3 separate regions of the Mus musculus genome follow, and regions 2 and 3 are each linked to region 1. The links are chromatin contacts, called in public Hi-C maps. All regions are on one chromosome and are shown on one strand. Each heading gives the region's core, a stretch centred on a gene start, on an enhancer-like site or on the middle of the called end of the contact. The rest is flanking DNA. Distances are from core to core; before and after follow the strand shown.

Region 1 (3,121 bases), core at 223-2,722:
CTAAGTTCTTCCTTGGATATCTTCCATTCGGGGAGCCTTACCCTTCAAGGCTTTACTTTCATTTTTTTCTCTGTATAACTTTTCATTATTTTTCAGATTAAAAGTTTTCCATTCCACAATTTGTAGTTAATACAATGAGTCAAGTGAGGAAGGAAAGTAAACAAATCCGGTGTGGAAAACACCTCCACATTACTTCACCTCAGTCCATCAGCATCCATTGCTGGTTGTTTTCCTTTTGCAGATAAACTGGATCGCAGGAGTGAGTGATTTAGGAAGGGAAGGTTTTTAGAAAAGACAAGAACAAAATCAAGGACAAACACTGTGCAATCTGGTCAACTTCACTTTGCACACTCTGAAGTCAGCTACCTTGCTGTTCGTAGACACTGACTGGGTGGTGAGAATTTTCACTGCTAACACAGTAAAAGCAGGCCAGGACTCAAACATAATTCTTATTCTGGGATAAAGTAGAGGGATAGAAAGCAAGAAGAGGGAAATTCTATAGGTGGAACAACATTATGAACTAACCAGTACCCCGGAGCTCTTGACTCTAGCTGCATATGTATCAAAAGATGGCCTAGCCGGCCATCACTGGAAAGAGAGGCCCATTGGACTTGCAAACTTTATATGCCCCAGTACAGGGGAATGCCAGGGCCAAAAAGTGGGAGTGGGTGGGTAGGGGAGTGGGGGGGGGTATGGGGGACTTTTGGGATAGCATTGGAAATGTAAATGAGGAAAATACCTAATAAAAAATTAAAAAAAAAAAAAAAGAAGAGGGAAATTACAACAGCAAAACTCTGTCATTGCAGTGTCCGTGAGCAGTTCAGCTAGACTGTACTTAGCCGGGATACTATGAAGTCGTGACCAATATACCAAGGTCTTGATTTCAGGCTTTGCTACAGATTAACTGAACTATCTCTGAAGACACTAGAGTCCTTTCGCAGGGCGAGGATTAGTCAGTTTCTCTTTCCATCCTTTTAGAATATGCTGTTCTTGGTTAAAGTCATGGCGCTCTCAAAGAGTCTAAAGCATAGATTGTCCCATGTCTCTTCCAGACACCAAGATGCTACTTTTCGATCACAACCTCCGCTTCCATCCTACATTTGACATCTCTTCGTGACCAATTCATGAGACAACTACCAGGTAGCGCAAACGAAGAGCCCTTGAGGGACAGCACTCATGTGGAGGCTGGCAGGTCAGCGACGTCTTCTCGTCTCGCCTTTTCCGATAAGGAATATTTGAAGGGCAAGGATTGCGGCGGTAGAAGGTGAAAGAGGTTTTGGTTGGTTTTGTTTTGTTTTGTTTTGTTTTTCCATTGTAGGACCATAAAGTCATTGTTTCTGGCTGTGTTCCACCGGATCTAGCAAAGTACCAACTTCCGGTCCGGTTTCTATGTCTTCCGAGTCTCGAGTCCCTCTAATTGTGCAGGAGTTCCTGCCGGGTGCAACGCTCAGCAGCTACTTCCGCCAGAAGTCCCTGGCTGCTCGGGCTCGGATGCTGCTGCCCCGACGCCGGGTCCGTCTCCTCCGCAGCCCGCCCGTCAGACGCCGGTGGCAGCGGGGAGTGCAGGGCCTGGCGGGAAGCCTTCTCTGCGACCGAGTCCCGGCCAGTGGTGCGGAAGAGACTTGGAGAAGCGGCCAGGGCGGTGCCCGCAGGCCCTGGCGCACCCGCCCAGCCGGGGCGGGGCTCGACCTCCCGGGCCCGCCCAGCCGGGGCTCCGTCCGGGTCTGCGGATTAACCGCCGGGCACCTGCGGGACTGGGCCTCCCGCCCCTAGGCTGCGCCCAATATGGAGTTTGCGGAGCTGATTAAAACCCCACGGGTAGACAATGTGGTGCTGCACCGGCCTTTCTACACCGCCGTGGAAGGGACCCTGTGTCTGACAGGCCACCACCTGATCCTGTCTTCCCGGCAGGACAACACGGAGGAGCTCTGGCTCCTCCATTCAAATATCGACGCCATCGACAAACGGTGAGCGCCCACCACACCCAGGTCCCGGAGGAGCCTGGAACGGAACAGACGCTTTCAGGTGGTTTTTTATGGGTATCCTGGCTCAGCCAGCCAAATGAGCCTTCTGGGGCCTAGATCTATCTGCACTGGCCACCTGGCATCCCCAGGCTAAGGTCTCAGAGTCGTAGTGGTCATTTTGAACAGCATTTGGGCGTATTTTTAAATGTTCTTTGTAAAAAAAAAATTTCTTCCACCACATTTCTTGAATTATTGGTTGTTGTTAATCTGACTTCACGAAGTTATGATTCAATACAATTTAAAGCGACCCCTCCCCCACGATCTCGTTTTTAAATAGGCATGCTCAGCCCTTTGCAGCATAGGCCGGTCTTGAACTTCCAACTCTCCAGCCCCAGCCTCCCAAGTAAGTGCTGGAATTACAGTTGTGTGTGTATGGGCCGCTATGCCTGGCCATAGTATTTAACTGAGTACACTGTCATTTTTTCCATATATATGCATATGCATTTTAGTCTCTCCTTAAAACGTTTTAAAATCGGTAAGGTGCACCCCTGTAATAGCTGATGGGGAGTGCCGATGCAGGTGGATGACAAATTTTACACCCCTGCTCATTTAGGGAAGACTGAGTTTATCATATTGCATCTTACTTATTCTCTGGAATGATCACTTCCCACTGAGGGTAATCATTAGCCCTTAACATTCAGTTTTTCTTGTGAAAAGAAAGGGGCTGGCTCTAAAGGAACATAGGAACTAATTCATCTTTATTTCCCTACTCCATCACTTTAAATTTTTTATTTTTACTTATGTGTGTATGTGTGTATCTGTGTACAAGATACCATCAGCAGACTACTAGACTCCTCAGTTCATCTTTATTGCATAAATGTATTCAATGGTCTCTCATGCCTGCATGATAAAGACTGAATCCCTGGTTCTCTGTGTTCTGGTTCTCACCTACTGTCCTCACTAGTTTTCTTACCATTTTCATGATTTCATGTAATTTCTTACAGATTTGTGGGCTCTCTGGGTACCATCATCATAAAATGTAAAGATTTCCGAATCATTCAGTTGGATATTCCTGGAATGGAGGAGTGTTTAAATATAGCCAGTTCCATTGAGGTAAGTATGCTGCAGGCAAAATTCTGATAGGAAAATGGCGATAT
Region 2 (3,121 bases), core at 440-2,939, 4.2 Mb before region 1:
CTGTATTTCTGAAGCACTGGCTGAGCTTATGTGGCTACTATTTTTGTGTGAATATCCAATCTTTAAGAAAATAAAATCGCAGAGCACAAACCCCACTGTGGATCAGATTTCCAGAATCTGTTTATTCAAAACTGCAGAGTGGTTGAAGGACATCGCTCCCCTACCCCTCATCACCCCCTTCCCCCGCACCACTTTAATGCCCTTGAATAGTTAGTTCTGCTATGTATACGCGGGGCAATCAGAGTATTCTGGTCAATTACAGAGTGGAGCCAATGTACCTTGAACTGAAACTTTAAAAGGGTTCATTACTTTTGAGACTTTAATCAGGCTTAGGTATGTGTGGGGCAGTCATTTAACCACACATTACTAGTCCGCCAGAAACAGCCAACATTTTCCAAAGAATAACTTTCAAGGGTGGGGCAAGAGGCAGCTGCAACATCGGAAAAATATTTAGCACCACGCCCTCCACAGAGGCCTAAATGCAGCTAAGGCTACTGTCAAATCAAGTCATTCCGAAGGTCTGCTGTCACTGTCCTCTAAGGAATCAAAAACAAGGCGGCACAGTAAAACATGTATAAAAGTTTGCACGGTGGCGGGGCAAGGGGCCCGGGGCACCTTGAGAGAGAAGGAAAGTGGTTCAGACCAGGTCCACATTCTGAGGATGTCACTCGACTGTCCCCTGGAGTTTTCTTCTCCCGACCTGGCCAGGGTCACCCGCCTCCATGATCACTGCCTCCTCCCCGGGCAGAGCATTACTCAGCACCGATAAGGACAGGAAGGCGCAGCGGGAAGGTGGGAGGGGACCTCGGCCAGCTGCTCAGGTGACAGTGGCGCCTCGGAGCCCCGCCGGCAGAGCAGCCCCGGGCTGTCGGAGGCTGCGGGGGTCCCCGGGTCGCGCCCCCGCTACCGCTTACCTTGCCGTTGCTCGGGCTGCCGTTCAAGAACAGCGTGACCCGCCGCATCGCGCCGCCCGCGCCGGGTCCTGAGGGAGCCGCCACCCTCGCTCCCGGCCCGCCACCCGCCGCGCTCCGCGCCCGCGAGACCCCTCCCGCCTCCCACCCGGACTCTCCGCCCTTCGCCACCTTCCTGGTCGGCCCCACACTCCTCACGCACGCACCCTCAGTCCCACACCCCGGGGTTGGCCGATCCTCCTTCCCACCCCGCCCCTAGGCTCCTCAGCCTGCTAGCGGCCCTTCCCCCCAACCGCGCCCAGACCGACGCTGAGCTGCGCCAATCAACACGCTGTACCGGCCAGTATTTAGCCAATCAGAGTCCGGCTGGGGGGTGGGCTCAGAGTAACACTAGACGGCGGTGGAAGGAAAGAGAGGCTGAGGGCTGGTTGACGGAATGGAGTATCAGCGAATCAGAGAAGAACCTACTGGGCAAAGGGCCGCTCTAAGCGTTACTGAGCAGGCGCACGTTGGAGTGTAGGAGTGCTCATTTGCATAAAGAGACTGGGTCTAAGGAAGAGGCGGGACGCCGAAGTCCCATAGACCAATCAGCTCCTCGCTAGGCTTTTGCCCCTTCTACTGTACCCACCCACCGAGGTAACGGTTGGTATCGGGATTGGCTAATAGGGTAAACTAGCCATCCGGCGGTTCTGTCTCGATTGGTCTAGTGATTCATTTTCGAAGTTTCCAGCAGCCAATCCAAGGTTTGGGGTGGCATTTGAAGTGTTGCTCCGCGGAACTCACTGGTAGACCCCAGGACACCTTTTTGCTGCAGCTCTGTCTCGCCAGGGTCATTTAGGGCTGGCCGTGTTTTTTCCGGGATCCACGGAGGTCTCCCTGCGCCGTTCGAAAGCACGAGGGTGAGGCCCGGAGGGAGCGGTACCCACGTCACACGTGGTCCACGGCTCGTGGGTATCCCTCCGCGGGGGCGTGGCCGCGGTTTGAATTTGCTGGCGGGCAAGTGAAGCTTGACCGCTTCGGCCGGACGTGGTGTGTCTGGTGTGCAGCGGCCGGCAGGAGGCCAGCCCGGCTCCCTTCCCCGGCCTCTGGTGCTCTCTGAAACGGAGCCTCCGCGACGCTTGTCGTAGTCGTCCGAGGGAACGCGCAGGGTCCTGGGCGGGAGAGGTAGGCCTGCTATCCGGCCGGGGTTCAGGGATGCAAAGCCCTGATAAATCAGTTCGGTCCGCTTTGTTTAGTCAATAGTACCTCCCGCCGTTTCTTTAATCAGAACGCCCCAGCCTGTGGTCCCCTGGTATTGATTGCCTTAGAGTTCTGTCACATTGTTTTTGGCTTATAGTGAGGTTATTTTTCACATTTTTTTCTCTAACTTCCTCATCTTTTAGATGGATGCGAGTTCACACGACAAGCCTCTCTCTGAATCCAAGGAGTGTGTCCTTAATAATTCTGGTATGTGGTGACCTGTTGCCCTCGTTAGATGGAAGATTTGAGTGTTTTGATGTATTAACACCCCCAATGTGCTGTCCGTTTTCAGAAAATGACGTTTTTAGATTGGGAACTGAACCGTTTGTGACTCCTCAGAAGCATGTAGCAGATGCGACTCCTAATCTTTGCACCCCTGATACCTTTAAGTCACCTTTGGACTTCACCACAGTAACCGTAGAGCAGTTGGGAATTACACCTGAAAGCTTTGTTAAGACCTCTTCCGGTAAGAGAAGTTCTTGGATTGCATAGTTTTTTTTTTCAAATTTAACAGTAACTGTAGTAGGCCCCAATTATACATGTCTGTACTGCCTGACACTCCTTCTGTGTGTATTTATGCTGACCCTGCAGACTTGCTTGTTCGGCACAGCTCAGCAAATAGAGCAATGTTTCTGAATCAGTTGTGCTTTGTGTGCACCCTAGAAAACAGTGTGTATGAAAATCAGAGGGCATTGAAAGGTAGTTGAGAACCGGTAAAAGTGACAAGGCCGTGTGCCTCATTCAAAAATCCCAAACAGAAAATTGACCCAGATAATGATTTTCTTTAGCTTCAGGAATGAAATTCCCAATGGAGAAGTAAATCTAGGGCTAGGGTTCTTTTGGGTTGTAGAATAGCAATTATAAAGAAGGATAACGAGACTGGAAGCCAATCACACCGTGAGCTAGGCGAAGCCAGAGTGACACTCATTCTCTACCGCTCAGAATTATCACATAAAAGACTGGGTCCGTTT
Region 3 (3,121 bases), core at 453-2,952, 3.3 Mb after region 1:
GTAATTTTTGAATTTTAAAGTCACAGATTTACAGAATTACTGAAAGTATTCCATATGCCCACAGTTTTTCTGGTCATAGACATATATTAGTCTCTACTATATTTTAAAATAATCATCCTTTCTCACTGACCTTATGAGTCCTCAGAGCCAGACATGTAGCTCTTGCTAATTTTATGTTGGTATTTTCAAGTTTTGGAGCCTTTCAATAAAAATCTGGGTTCCTCTTAGGTTTTTTGTTTTTGTTTTTTTTTTTCCAGTTAAAAGGAAAGTTTACTGGGACATTCATGCCACTACTGCACCAATAAAGATATCTTGCCAGGTTACTCCTTATTGTAGTTTGCATGGCTCATGGCTGACATGACATCATGTGCCAAACACACCTTTTGACGTCATCTAACTTTTGTGACCTGCCAAAGGGAAATGGCGAGGAACAGAGTTTTCATCACTATGAGTATTTGGGGGAGAGGACAGGGCTCTACAATGAATCTGGAGGGTGTTCCGGTTCAGCCAACTGCAGGTAGCAATGCTCAAGGTCAACACAAAACAAGTGCTGAATTGTGGGGGAGCTGTGAGAAAAGAAGTGCCAAGGATTTGTCATATAAAGGGCACTGAGGGCCAGACTCAGAGACCGTTGGGCTTTTGTTCGAATCACTACCATGGGGAGGATTGTGCTTTAGCATAAATCTGAGGGGTCTGATGATGGGATCAATTTCATCGAACAAAACTTGGCAGCTGGTCAACGCACTTGCAGGAATAGTATGCCAATTCCTGCCAGAGAATTAAAGAACCATGATATGATGGCAGTGTCCCCAGACCACCGCTAAGAAGCATTTCTTGGTGCCCACGTTGCTCCGGGTGCCCGTACATTCTAATTTACATCCCTCTGGGTTTTTTTTTTTTTTCAGATTTATTTATTTTATGTATGAGTGCACTGTAGCTGTCTTCAGACACACCAGAAGAGGACATCAGATCCCTTTACAGATGGTTGTGAGCCACCATGTGGTTGCTAGGAAATTGAACTCAGGATCTCTGGAAGAGCAGTCGGTGCTGAGCCAGCTCTCCAGCCAGATCGCTCATCCCTGTCCTTACACTTTCCAATTCGCAGTTCCTCTCGTAAATACCCCAAGTTATGGGAAAGCCACATAGCCAGGAAGCAGTCTTCAGGGAAGGTCCCCAAGAACGGCACCCATCCCATTCACCGTCCACTAGGATTTGGGGCACAGTGTCCTGACCTCAGACTCGGAGGCAGAGGAGCCTGGCAGTGTCACGCCGCCCCGCTGAACCCTCCGTGCAGGAAGCACAAGCGTGCAGTACCATGGGGTGCTGACCGGAAGCGTGTGCGACTTAAAACCCGTACATTTCTGGACCCTCAAAAGGTAGACACCCTCTTTTTTTCTCGGGTGCAGCGACACCCAAATGAAACTCAGACGTCCCCTTGGAGGAATGTGAGGTGACGACCAAGGTCTTCTCCAACTCTAGAACTCTACGCATGGCTTTTGACAGGAGGCCGGACCGAAGCCGCACTCCAGGGCCTTCATTCAGGAAGTAAAGCACGAAATCCCGCGAGACTCTCCGGGCACTTCAGGGGCTTAGCGCTTTAAGCGAGTAGGCGGGGCGCCCACCTTACCTCATCCGCCCGGCCTCACACGAGTACCGCTTCCACTCCGATCCCAGGGTTCCCTGCGCGGCGGGCGCGCTTCTAGTGCGTTCGGCGCGCGGGCGGTGTCGCGCATGCGTTCGCCTGTGGCTCCGCCCACTCCGCCCTCGCCTTGCCGCACCGCCGCTTGGGGTTGTTTCCCACCCGGTACCCGCTGGGCACCAGCTATGTGGCACGTCCCTCTTCGGCAGTGAAGGGACAGAAGCGTCCTAGGCCTCTCCACCCTAGCTGACGCCTTCGCGCCAAGGGCCGCCATGGCCACGGGGTTCTCCTTCGGGTCTGGGACCCTCGGCTCCACCACTGTGGCCCCCGGCGGGACCGGAGCGGGCAGCGGCTTCTCCTTCGGGACCGTCGCGTCTAGGTAATGGTGCCGCCTAGCAGGGGACCCTGGTGCTTCCCCGCGGAGGTCTGCACATCGAGGCCTGCCTTCAGGCTGCTAGGCTTCCCTACGAGCCGCGCAGTGGGCTGTGGACCCCTGCCGCCGAGGCTCTGCAGTCCCCGGTCGCGCCGCGACGACGCGGAGTGGGCCCGACTGCGGGAAGCGGCCTGGAGTCGCGGCTACGCCTACGCGACCCCTCGGGTTCAGGGATAGAATGAGTGTTGAATGAATGACAGCTTGTTGCTGGCTTTTAGGAACAGAAAAATAGGTAGGATGTAAGTTAAAAAAAATATCCCCGGGTGGTTTAGATTTCGGTTTTGAACGTTACGATGCATTGGATTTATGATTTTTTGTTTGTTTCAAGCCTTTGTGCCACAGGACCCCCTTCTGTCTTTTTAACATTTTTATGGCATGTATTGTATCATAGTTATTTTGTGCCCTATACAGATTAGCATAGCATCGCAAAGCATTTTGTGTTATAACCATCCACCACATGATCTTTTCCGTTCACTGCAAGCTTAAGTGGTATATTCTTCAGTTTGTGTAATAGATTCCGGTAGTGACAGATGAGTAGCTAGGGATTCCAAAAAGCTATTTCACTGAAAGCATTAATCACTCAGACTCGGCCTTTGGTAAAGAGTTGATCAAATGAGGAAATGTGTACTCGAAGGACAGGTATCTCCCGAGGCATAACAAGACCTATAGGCTTAATGTCTCAAAGAAAGCTCGCTCTCTCTCTCTCTCTCTCTCTCTCTCTCTCTCTCTTAACAGCCCCCGTTAGATACAGCAAATCCAAAATAACAGTACAATCAGACTGCCCCAGTTAAGTCCCATTTTTGCATATGCTTTCTTAATCTTCACTACCTATGTTGTCGAGACACAGGCGACGGTGTGCTCTGCTGTCTCTTTTAACTTTCACCTTGTTTTCTTGTGTCATCGATTAACTGGCTTTAGGTTTGTCGTTTTTAATGGTGTATCTTACTTAGTTCTTTTTTTTTTAAAGATTTTAATTATTTTTATTTAATGTGTGTGGGTGTTCTGCTTGCATCTGTGCATCATGGCTGTGCATTGCCCTTAAATACCAG

Evidence for each region. A called contact is a pair of places that touch in the nucleus more often than the background predicts.
Region 2: a Hi-C map of CD8 T cells shows a contact between it and region 1, with 5 times the contacts expected there. The contact joins the promoter of Cdca2 here to the promoter of Mtmr9 in region 1. A contact is called at or near these places in 3 of 484 Hi-C or Micro-C datasets (CD4 T cells and CD8 T cells).
Region 3: a contact with region 1 is called in a Hi-C map of CD4 T cells, with 6 times the contacts expected there. The contact joins the promoter of Nupl1 here to the promoter of Mtmr9 in region 1.

Annotation. Positions count from the first base shown.
Region 1 is chr14:63,542,304-63,545,424 of GRCm38.p6, reverse strand. Mtmr9 (myotubularin related protein 9) reads left to right here and starts at 1,472. Exons shown (of 10, transcript NM_177594.1): 1 at 1,472-1,967; 2 at 2,969-3,077. The coding sequence starts at 1,786.
Region 2 is chr14:67,714,178-67,717,298 of GRCm38.p6, reverse strand. Cdca2 (cell division cycle associated 2) reads left to right here and starts at 1,689. Exons shown (of 15, transcript NM_001110162.1): 1 at 1,689-2,075; 2 at 2,294-2,357; 3 at 2,443-2,616. The coding sequence starts at 2,294. It overlaps Kctd9 (potassium channel tetramerisation domain containing 9), which reads right to left and starts at 1,201. Exons shown (of 12, transcript NM_001111028.1): 1 at 915-1,201. The coding sequence starts at 962.
Region 3 is chr14:60,250,060-60,253,180 of GRCm38.p6, reverse strand. It overlaps Nupl1 (nucleoporin like 1), which reads left to right and starts at 1,702. Exons shown (of 15, transcript NM_170591.2): 1 at 1,702-2,018. The coding sequence starts at 1,912. It overlaps Gm38641 (a long non-coding RNA gene), which reads right to left and starts at 1,707. Exons shown (of 3, transcript XR_874661.1): 1 at 1,628-1,707.